3 separate regions of the Mus musculus genome follow, and regions 2 and 3 are each linked to region 1. Evidence: chromatin contacts called from public HiChIP or PLAC-seq and promoter capture Hi-C data. All regions are on one chromosome and are shown on one strand. The core of a region is the stretch at or near the end of the contact, and the rest is flanking DNA. Distances in the headings are between cores, read along the strand shown.

What was found. Promoter capture Hi-C pulls out the DNA fragments that hold promoters and counts their contacts. HiChIP or PLAC-seq counts read pairs in DNA pulled down with a chosen protein or histone mark.
Region 2: a promoter capture Hi-C map of neural stem cells shows a contact between it and region 1. The contact joins the promoter of Olfml2a here to the enhancer-like site in region 1. A contact is called at or near these places in 3 of 39 promoter capture datasets (the 3T3-L1 cell line, 3T3-L1-derived adipocytes and neural stem cells), 1 of 15 datasets of contacts at CTCF or cohesin (the NIH/3T3 cell line), 1 of 484 Hi-C or Micro-C datasets (muscle stem cells) and 1 of 9 other capture datasets (adipose tissue).
Region 3: a FOXA1 HiChIP or PLAC-seq map of pancreatic cancer cells shows a contact between it and region 1. The contact joins the promoter of Arpc5l here to the enhancer-like site in region 1. A contact is called at or near these places in 2 of 39 promoter capture datasets (3T3-L1-derived adipocytes and pre-B cells), 2 of 484 Hi-C or Micro-C datasets (cerebellum and uterus), 5 of 115 datasets of contacts at active chromatin or transcription factors (astrocytes, forebrain, large pre-B cells and 2 more) and 1 of 9 other capture datasets (liver).

What each region holds. Positions count from the first base shown.
Region 1 is chr2:38,619,996-38,622,695 of GRCm38.p6, reverse strand. The region is part of intron 5 of Psmb7 (proteasome (prosome, macropain) subunit, beta type 7); the gene reads left to right. It also overlaps the pseudogene Gm13586. Among named protein-coding and RNA genes, the nearest start is that of Psmb7, 23 kb to the left of the region's middle. Within about 2 kb of position 1,340, at least 69 of the 459 cell types and tissues checked have an H3K27ac peak or open chromatin away from gene starts, as enhancers often do. A contact at or near this core is called in the NIH/3T3 cell line, astrocytes, forebrain and 2 more, where this site is marked.
Region 2 is chr2:38,930,539-38,933,238 of GRCm38.p6, reverse strand. Olfml2a (olfactomedin-like 2A) reads right to left here and starts at 1,259. Exons shown (of 8, transcript NM_172854.2): 1 at 1,058-1,259. The coding sequence starts at 1,162.
Region 3 is chr2:39,006,799-39,009,498 of GRCm38.p6, reverse strand. Arpc5l (actin related protein 2/3 complex, subunit 5-like) reads right to left here and starts at 1,360. Exons shown (of 4, transcript NM_028809.1): 1 at 1,155-1,360. The coding sequence starts at 1,303.

The sequences.
Region 1 (2,700 bases), core at 91-2,590:
ACTTGCAAAGCAGACTAACCCTTGCAAGCAGGACAGGAAGTAGGACAGACACATCTGTAGCAATTGTCACCCTCCATCTTAGTCCATAGGCATGGGGTTAGGTGGCCCTCTGTTTTAAGAGAATGTTTCTTGCCATAACTAGTGGTGTGTCACCACAATACATTAATAAGAAAACCTTTAGCATTTTAAGCCTAGATACCCCCAGATTTTAAGCTTTTCCTGGGAGTGTTTATAACCTGTCAGGTCCATGAGACCTTACAGTTACAATTGTGAGGAAAATCCCCCCCCCCCCCCCCCGTTCCCTTCAAAGGGTATTTTAAATATTTTCTTACATTTATGTGTAGAGAAGGAGCTGCATTGCTTGAGATACTAGTTTTTTAGTGAAGAATGTTGGATGATTGAGAATATATATTTTCCCAGCATATTAACTGGGAATATATTTCCAATAATTTATTGGGAATTAAAAGTCGACCCTGACATTGAAGTACATTTGTTGATGAAAAGGAGGCGTTCTTCCCCTCACGAGGGTTTAGATGTAATACTCAGTGCTTACTCAGGAGTGAAAACATCAAATTAAACTGTTTATGCTGACAAAGGACAAATCTGGATTTCAGCAAGCCATGCAAGATTGTCTGATTGCTTGCCCTGCCGCCTGCCTCTAAAGCTTTTGGCCAAGGCTTATAATGAAATGCATGCATACAATTAAACCTTTTCAAGTCTGTGGCTTAGTCTCTCTGAGCCTGGAGAGGTGCTCCACTGCTCTCTAGTGGCTGAGTGCAGTCCCCTGGCACCAGCATTGCTTTGTATTCATAAATCAGCTTTTCACACACTGGCATTGTTGGCCTCGGTGCAAGCACCAGTACCAGGAGACGAGGCCTTGGAGGCAGGAATGGAGTGAAAAATGACCTCCATCCATAGGTCCGTGGAAAGCACCAGGTTTTCTGCAGGAAGAGTGGCCAGTTGACTAACAATGAGCAAGTGTGAGTAAGCGCTCTGTCAGGAAGAGCTGACACTGATGGATTAGAAAGTTCTGCGTGACTCCTTTATCGCTGCATACATCTTCCACCTTGGCAGACCACAGTGGCAGACAGGTCCTTGGGTGCTTAAAACAGACTGCTCCTTAGCAGAGGCAGCCCTTTTTCCTGTGAAGATCTGGTAAAATTGATTTGGGGAAAAGCAGTGGGGATCCATTTCTTGCTGTCTCTTAGAACTTCTCGGCATTGAGAAAAGAAATTTTGAACACCTTGGTTCCCATTAAAGCTACCACTCAGGGACCCGTGGAGAATGAGTATATCAGGTCACTGCTGGAGGACAGGCAGCTTGTCCCTGAGTCATTACAATAACTAGTTTTCATTGAGCTCTGACTATGCCCCAGCATTCAGCTTTGTACACAGTGTCTTCCTCAGCCTGTAGGAGTCACTGATCAAACGTGAGGCAATGGTACCTTGTGCTCAGAGTGATGTACCCAGAGAGGCCAGGGAGCCCAGAACTGTTCCCTACCTGAGTAGCTGTGTGTTTACAGAGCTTGGGCAACTGGCATGTCCCGAGTTGCTTCGGAATTGGGCCTGGGCTTCCTAGCCTCTGAACTGTAGGTTTAAATCTTCAGTGTACTTATTACTAGCTGCTGTGCTGTAGGAAAATCATTTGAAACAAGTGGAGTATCAGTTCTAGTCTTTAAAATGGGGGCTATCCTCTACACATGGCTTCAGGGCTGAGGACTCTGGGAGCATCAGTCTGAGTTTAAGCCTGGGACTTAGAAGAAGCAGATTTCCTCCTGCCAGATTCTTAGAGCTTGGGTAGCAGCACAGTGTGGAGAAGCCTTTCAGTTTTGATTTCTCCAGTTGTCCAGTAACAGTGAGTATAGAATTGTTACGTTTGATTTAGTATTTAAGCAAACATTGATATATAAAAGAATATACCTCTCAAAACTAAAACCGCATACATTCTGTGTTAATGCAAGCATTTTAAAGCATACAGAGCAAGTAAATGGCTGTGAGTTTTCACAAGACGTTCAGAATTTATTCTGAATTCTTACAGAAAAACAGGTTTAGGCTGAACCATAGGTTGAGCATCCCAGCTCTGAAGTGTGAAATTGGGGATCTTGACTGCAGGTAGACACCACACTGGACTTCATGTGACAGGTTGCAGTGGGAACTGAGATCCCCTTACGTATTGCATAAAATTACCTTCAGGCTATGTGTATAGGTTGCATATGAAGCAGATGATTTCATGTGTAGACTTGGGTCCCATCCCAAGATATCTCATTATAATTGTATGTATGCACATTTCCCCAAATCCGAAATTCAAATTATTTTTGATCCCAATCATTTTGGATAAAGGCTATTCAATCTGCACTAATGCTGTTAAGTACCTTCTGAGGTTTCAGAAAATTAAGACTTAATTTTATTTTTGAAAAATGTGGCTATTGTAATATAAATACTCTAAGAACATATGCCTAAGTGTCAGTGCTAGACAATAACAATACATTTAATCATTGAAAACATTAACTAAAATTCAAATATATTTTTTGAGTTTTTAAGTAAAATGAAAGTTATAAAGCAATACAGATTGTATTCAGATGTGTGGTGATTAGGCTCACTGTGAGCATTAGCTCAATGCTCGACTCACTTACTAACCTTGACTTTAGCATTTGGCTTTCCTGTGTAAGACAGGTGGTGGAAGGGAGAAAGCCCTGTGACT
Region 2 (2,700 bases), core at 10-2,509, 310 kb before region 1:
GGTATACCTCACTAAGTCTAGAAATCAACTGAGTGAGTGGGTACAATGCCCCCCTCCCCATACTTATAAGTGAAGAGATGGTGGTGAATGTCTTTAATCTCAGCACTGGGGAAGCAGATGCAGTAGGATGTCTGTGAGTTTGAGGCCAGCCTGGTCTACATGTTGTGTGTGATCCAGGCTAGCCAGAATTATACACTGAGATCCTGTTTCAAGAAAAAACAGGAGTGGGGCTTGCACGCTTGCCTTCTTGCTCTCCCTCTGTCCTCCCCCCCCCCCACGTGCTCATGGCTGGCCTCTACTTCCCCCCCCCCAGTCCACCCCCCCCCCCTTTCTCTGTCTCTATTACCCTCTCAACTCCCCTCCCTATGCCCAGAGTAAACTCTATTCTATACAAAAACAAACAAACGGGAGGGGGGAGGTAGAAGAGGGGAAGGAGTGAGGGAGAGAGAAGGAGAGAGAGAGAGAGAGAGAGAGAGAGAGAGAGAGAGAGAGAGAGTGGTATAAAACACAGCTGACAGGTGAATACAGTATGAGAACTCAAGTCTCAGAGAAGATGGCAAGTGGGCGGGCCCAGATTCAGTGAAAAAGGAACTTTGAGTTCCCAGCCTCTCCTGAAAGCCTTGGTCTAAGGCCTACTGCAAACCTGGGAGTCCTTTGGTAACAGTTGTCCCTGGGTCTACCCCTAAGCGGTCAGCCTTCCATGGAAACTCTCAACCAGTTGCTCTTACTGTCCATTTTCTCTTGCTCGCCCACCCCAGTGCACTTGGGACATCCCAACTTGATCCTGGGTTTGAAGTCCTATCTCTGAGTAGTGATAAGGTCCAAAGCGCCTCTTCCTCGGGCTCCAGGACCTAAGTACCCTATCATAACCAGCGTTTCTTCTCGCACATGTTCCTTTCTCAGGGCTTTGATTCCAGGAGAGTCTAGACTAAGTCCCAACTCTGATCTGCCTTTCCCTAGTCCCCACTCCCTGCTGAATGCACCCTTCTTGGCAAGCACCGTCAGCCATAGCGCCCCCTCGCGCCGATCACCGCTTAGTTGTGCCAGGTTCCAGTACCTTACTGTCGGGCCACACAGGACCAGCCCGAAGCAAAACCAGCAGCAGCAGCACCAGCAGAAGCCTCAACTGTAGGTACCTAGGCAGGACAGCTGCCGCTTCCATGGCTGGATGGGCTCCGACACCTCTGCGCGCACGCTAGGTAGCGCCGGCAGTACTGCGAGCTCGGCCTGCAGCCCAGCTCTGCCGAGGGGGCGCCCCCCCAACCCCAGCCCGGTGCCCTAGTAGCTCTGCTAGAGGCGGAGCTAGGGTGGAGGGGTGCCCGCCCCTCCTCTCCCCTCTCCGCCCATCCTCTGCGGTCCCGCGTCTTTGCAATTTGTCTCTGGGAGAGGACTGTAGCAGCAGCCAGGCAGTAAGAGAGGTGCAGCCTCGCGACGTACTGGGGTCAGGTTCTGTGAAATGAGGGACCTCGCACGTGTCCTTTTGCCTTTTGAGATCCAGTTTCCCCATCGATAAAAGGGAGAAAATAGTCTCTTTGGAATGCTTGCAAAGTTCAAGTGATACTTCTAGTTTAGTCCTTGCTCTGACAAAGTCATCCTGCCTGCCCCCTCCCACTCGTCCCCCAACATTGTTGGTTCTAGCCTTTTCAAGGTTCAACCTCTTCTCTTCCACATCTTCCGTCTTTCTCCTCTCTCTGCTATGCCGAGAACAGCCCACTCCTTTGCATCCTCAGCAGAGCGTCTGATTTCTCAGTTTCCCAGGCAGCAATTGCTAGCTCCAGGGGTCTTAGGCCTCTGCTGCACCAAGGTGCTTGTGTTGGGTCTTTTGAGATCCACTGTAATGAAATTCAAGACGGTATCGCTTACCCTTCCTAATTTCATACTCTCTCTCTCTCCTCTTCTTTCTCTCTTCTCTTCTCTTCTCTTCTCTTCTCTTCTCTTCTCTTCTCTTCTCTTCTCTCTCTCTCTCTCTCTCTCTCTCTCTCTCTCTCTCTCTCTCTCTCTCTCTTATTTGCATCTGCTCTCCTGAAAGTGTGTGAGCCTGATGGTTAGGCCAACACACTTTTTCCTCCGTTGCTGCTTATTTTTTTTCAAGACAAGGCCTCTCACTGAACCTGGAGCCCTTTCTTTTGGCTACACTGGTTGGCTAGTGAGCTCTAAGGCCCCTCCTGTTTCTGCCTCTCCACTTCTGATGTTACTTACACACACACACACACACACACACACACACAAGACCACGACCACATTTAATGTGGATGCTGGGAGATCCCAATTCAGGTTCTTATAGTTGCAAAGCAAGCAATTGACTGTGGAGTCAGTCACTCCTTTGCATAGCCTCTGAGATCTGGCTCCTACTCTTTTAAACTGCCTCCCACCTCAGTTTCCCTTTGGGTTTCCCCTTTGATTTCAACGGGGGGGGGGGGGGTGTCCTTCCCAGACTCTTGAAGGCTCTTCTAACCTTCTGCATGCCCCATAGAGGCTGGGCTCCTTTTCTCTGTTGTCACTGAAGGTGACTCCTTTTCTGATCACTTGCATGTTTACCTGGCTTACTGAGCCTGGATTGCACTTGCAAGGAACACTGTCTTGTGCCCTGCATTCAGCCACACCCATTCACTCCTTACTTCTGCTCTCAAGTATTTCCTCCAAAGAACTGCACCTCTTCATTGCCATTTTCCCACAGGGTGTTCTGTGTTCCCAGCTCCC
Region 3 (2,700 bases), core at 111-2,610, 390 kb before region 1:
GTACCTGCACATAAACCAGTCAGTACCCTGCACCATTCTAAAAACCAATCTTCCCTCTAGGGGCCTTCTCATGACCCAATTTAACCATCAGAATGGTGCAGGAAATAAGTTTGAAATCTCCACATTTCAAAAACATATTCTTGTTCAGTCTAAAAGGGTTGTTTTCAAGATATATTAGAGGAGCACTATAGGACTCCTCCCAAAAGCGGTACACCTGACTTCCCAGGCTGAGTCAACTGATTAAACAGCCAGAACCTGATTTATATACAGCAAGAGCCTCCAACCCTACCCTGGCAAGTGCGGGGGAGGGGTACACACTTCCTGTCAAGCTATTTGAATAAAGAAAAAAAAAATCTTCCTGTGAGAATAAATCAGTTTCCTGTGGTGCTCAAACTGCTAAGAGACCAAGCCAGCTGTGACAATCACCTCTATTTTTACTCTTCTGTTCTAAATGCTTGTTTTCTGTGGCCACCAGCAGTCATTTTCAGTCGTGGGGAGCCACTTTTACATTTGACACTGTATGGTGTTTTTGAGCTCTGAATCACTAGCTTTTTCCACGCTTTCTGCACAAGGCGGTTAATGGCAGAGTCGCATTACTTGTTGAATGTACTTGGTCCATAAAGGCGCAAAACCCAACGTGCTGAGGAAAGTGGCGACAGGTGAGAAAAGGTAGCAGGCCATATCACACCTGAGGGCTGGACCTTAAAGCACACCTCCCCCACCTCCGCCCTCTAGTCAGTCTTCCTCCAACCATCCACCCACCTATTTTCACGCCGGGCTACAATCGGGCCCAAGAAAGCCAGTTAGACAAGCGCAGTAGGGCAGTGGCCCTGGCTGCTCAATGAATCCAAGGTGGTTCACCTCGGTCCCTCCTGAGGGCAGCACCTGGGAATGACCCCGCTTACTATAAGGAGGGATAAAGGGATACCAAGGCCGATGCACGGACACCCAGAAGGATGCGGAGCGCAGCAGAGCAGAGGGAGAGGAGCTCCAGGGCTGCGCTGCTGAGAAAGGCGTAAGGCCAACCACAGACCGGGAGAACCTGGGACTGACAGGAGCCGGGAGGGGCTGGGGTTGGGCGGAGGACCGGGAGACTGGGGCTGGGGTGATCAGGGTGCGAAGGCCGAGCCGGGCCGCCGCGCCGGGAAGGATATTGCCGCAGGAGCCCGTCTACCTCGCAGGGGTCGGGGCCTGGCTCGCCCGCCGCCGCCGCTGCCTCTTCGTGCTCGTCTACGAATTTGTTCTCGTCAAATTCGTCGATATCCACGCGGCGGAAGCGTGAGGACAGTGTGTTCCGGGCCATGGCGGGAGCGCGGCGGCCACTCAGCCGCCTAGGCTTCGCTCTTTCCCGGCTCCCCTCCGCACCGGCTCCGCTTGGGGGCGGGAAGCGGCCGCCAGGCACCGCCTCCCCTCCTCCGCGCGCAGCCGCCGTCGCCCGCCCACTTCCGGGATGCGCCGGAACCGGAAGCTCTTGTGGGCGGAACTGCGCCGTGGGATCGTGGAATGCTGATGAAGTGGTGTCAGGCGTTGCAGCCGTAACTCTGTCCTCTCCGAAGCCGGGCTGCTGGTATAGCCAGCGCTTCTGTCCGCTCCGGAGGAAGAAATCTTAGAGCTAAGGGATGGCAGGGAGTGACGCGCAGTGCCGGAGTCTCTTAAGCACTGACCCACAAGAGGACCCACTTTGTTAAAAGTAAACGGCTTTAAAGGCGTTGATGTGTAACCCAGGGGCTGGCAGGACGCTTGATAACATCCTTTCTTGAGGATGTAACGACTCCTGCGGGCGTTCCGAAAATTAAAGAGGATTCTGTGGCCACCTGTACTCCTGACTGAAGAGGCATATTTTAGGAGGCGAAAGCTGCAGAATCCCCAGGATTCTTTCTATTTCAGACGTAGGCTAAAATGAATCTTTTCTTGTAACTATATGAAAACTATTTAATAAAAAATATTAAAAAAAAAGAAAACTATTACATTTTAACCTAGTAGAACTCGAGCAAAAAAAATTAGGTGAGACATGGTTTTGCTCCTGCTACACATAGCGAGTAATGTGGCACATGCCTTATTCCAGCCCTTAGGAAGCAGTGGCAGGGGGTTCTTGTGAGTTCTAGATAGTTTTGACTACATAGTTCTAGATCAGCCAAGACTACAGAGTGAAACCCTGTCGGGAAATTTAAAAAAGAAAAAAAGTGCTATTCTTGGAGACCTGGGTTCAGTTCCCAGCATCCACATAGCAGCTCACAGTGCTCTGCGACTCCACCTCCAGGGAGATCCAGTCACCTCTGCCGGCACAGCACATACATGGTACATGTAAAATTTAAAAATGTAAGGGCTGTCTTAATTACATCAGGGATGGCAAAGTACAGTGCCTGTAAGTTTTTTGTCTTCAAAGATGGGGAATGTAATTGGGAATTCAAAAATATTGTGAATCCTGGGTTTAATCCTAGCACTACAAAAAATGTCCAGAAATATGATGTATATTTGTAACTCTAGTAGAATCCTGGTCATCTTTAGACTTCCATTTAAAACTAATCCACACTCGGTTCATTTCTCCTTATCCCATTTACAAAAGGCTTATTCATTCTATCCAACCAGTATCCCCATCCTGGGCCTGAAAAGCATTAAACCCTCAGAGACCTTCAAGACTGGCTCTGGAAACAGGCACACAAACACATGGCTTAACTCAGCTTGGTACTTAAGAGCACT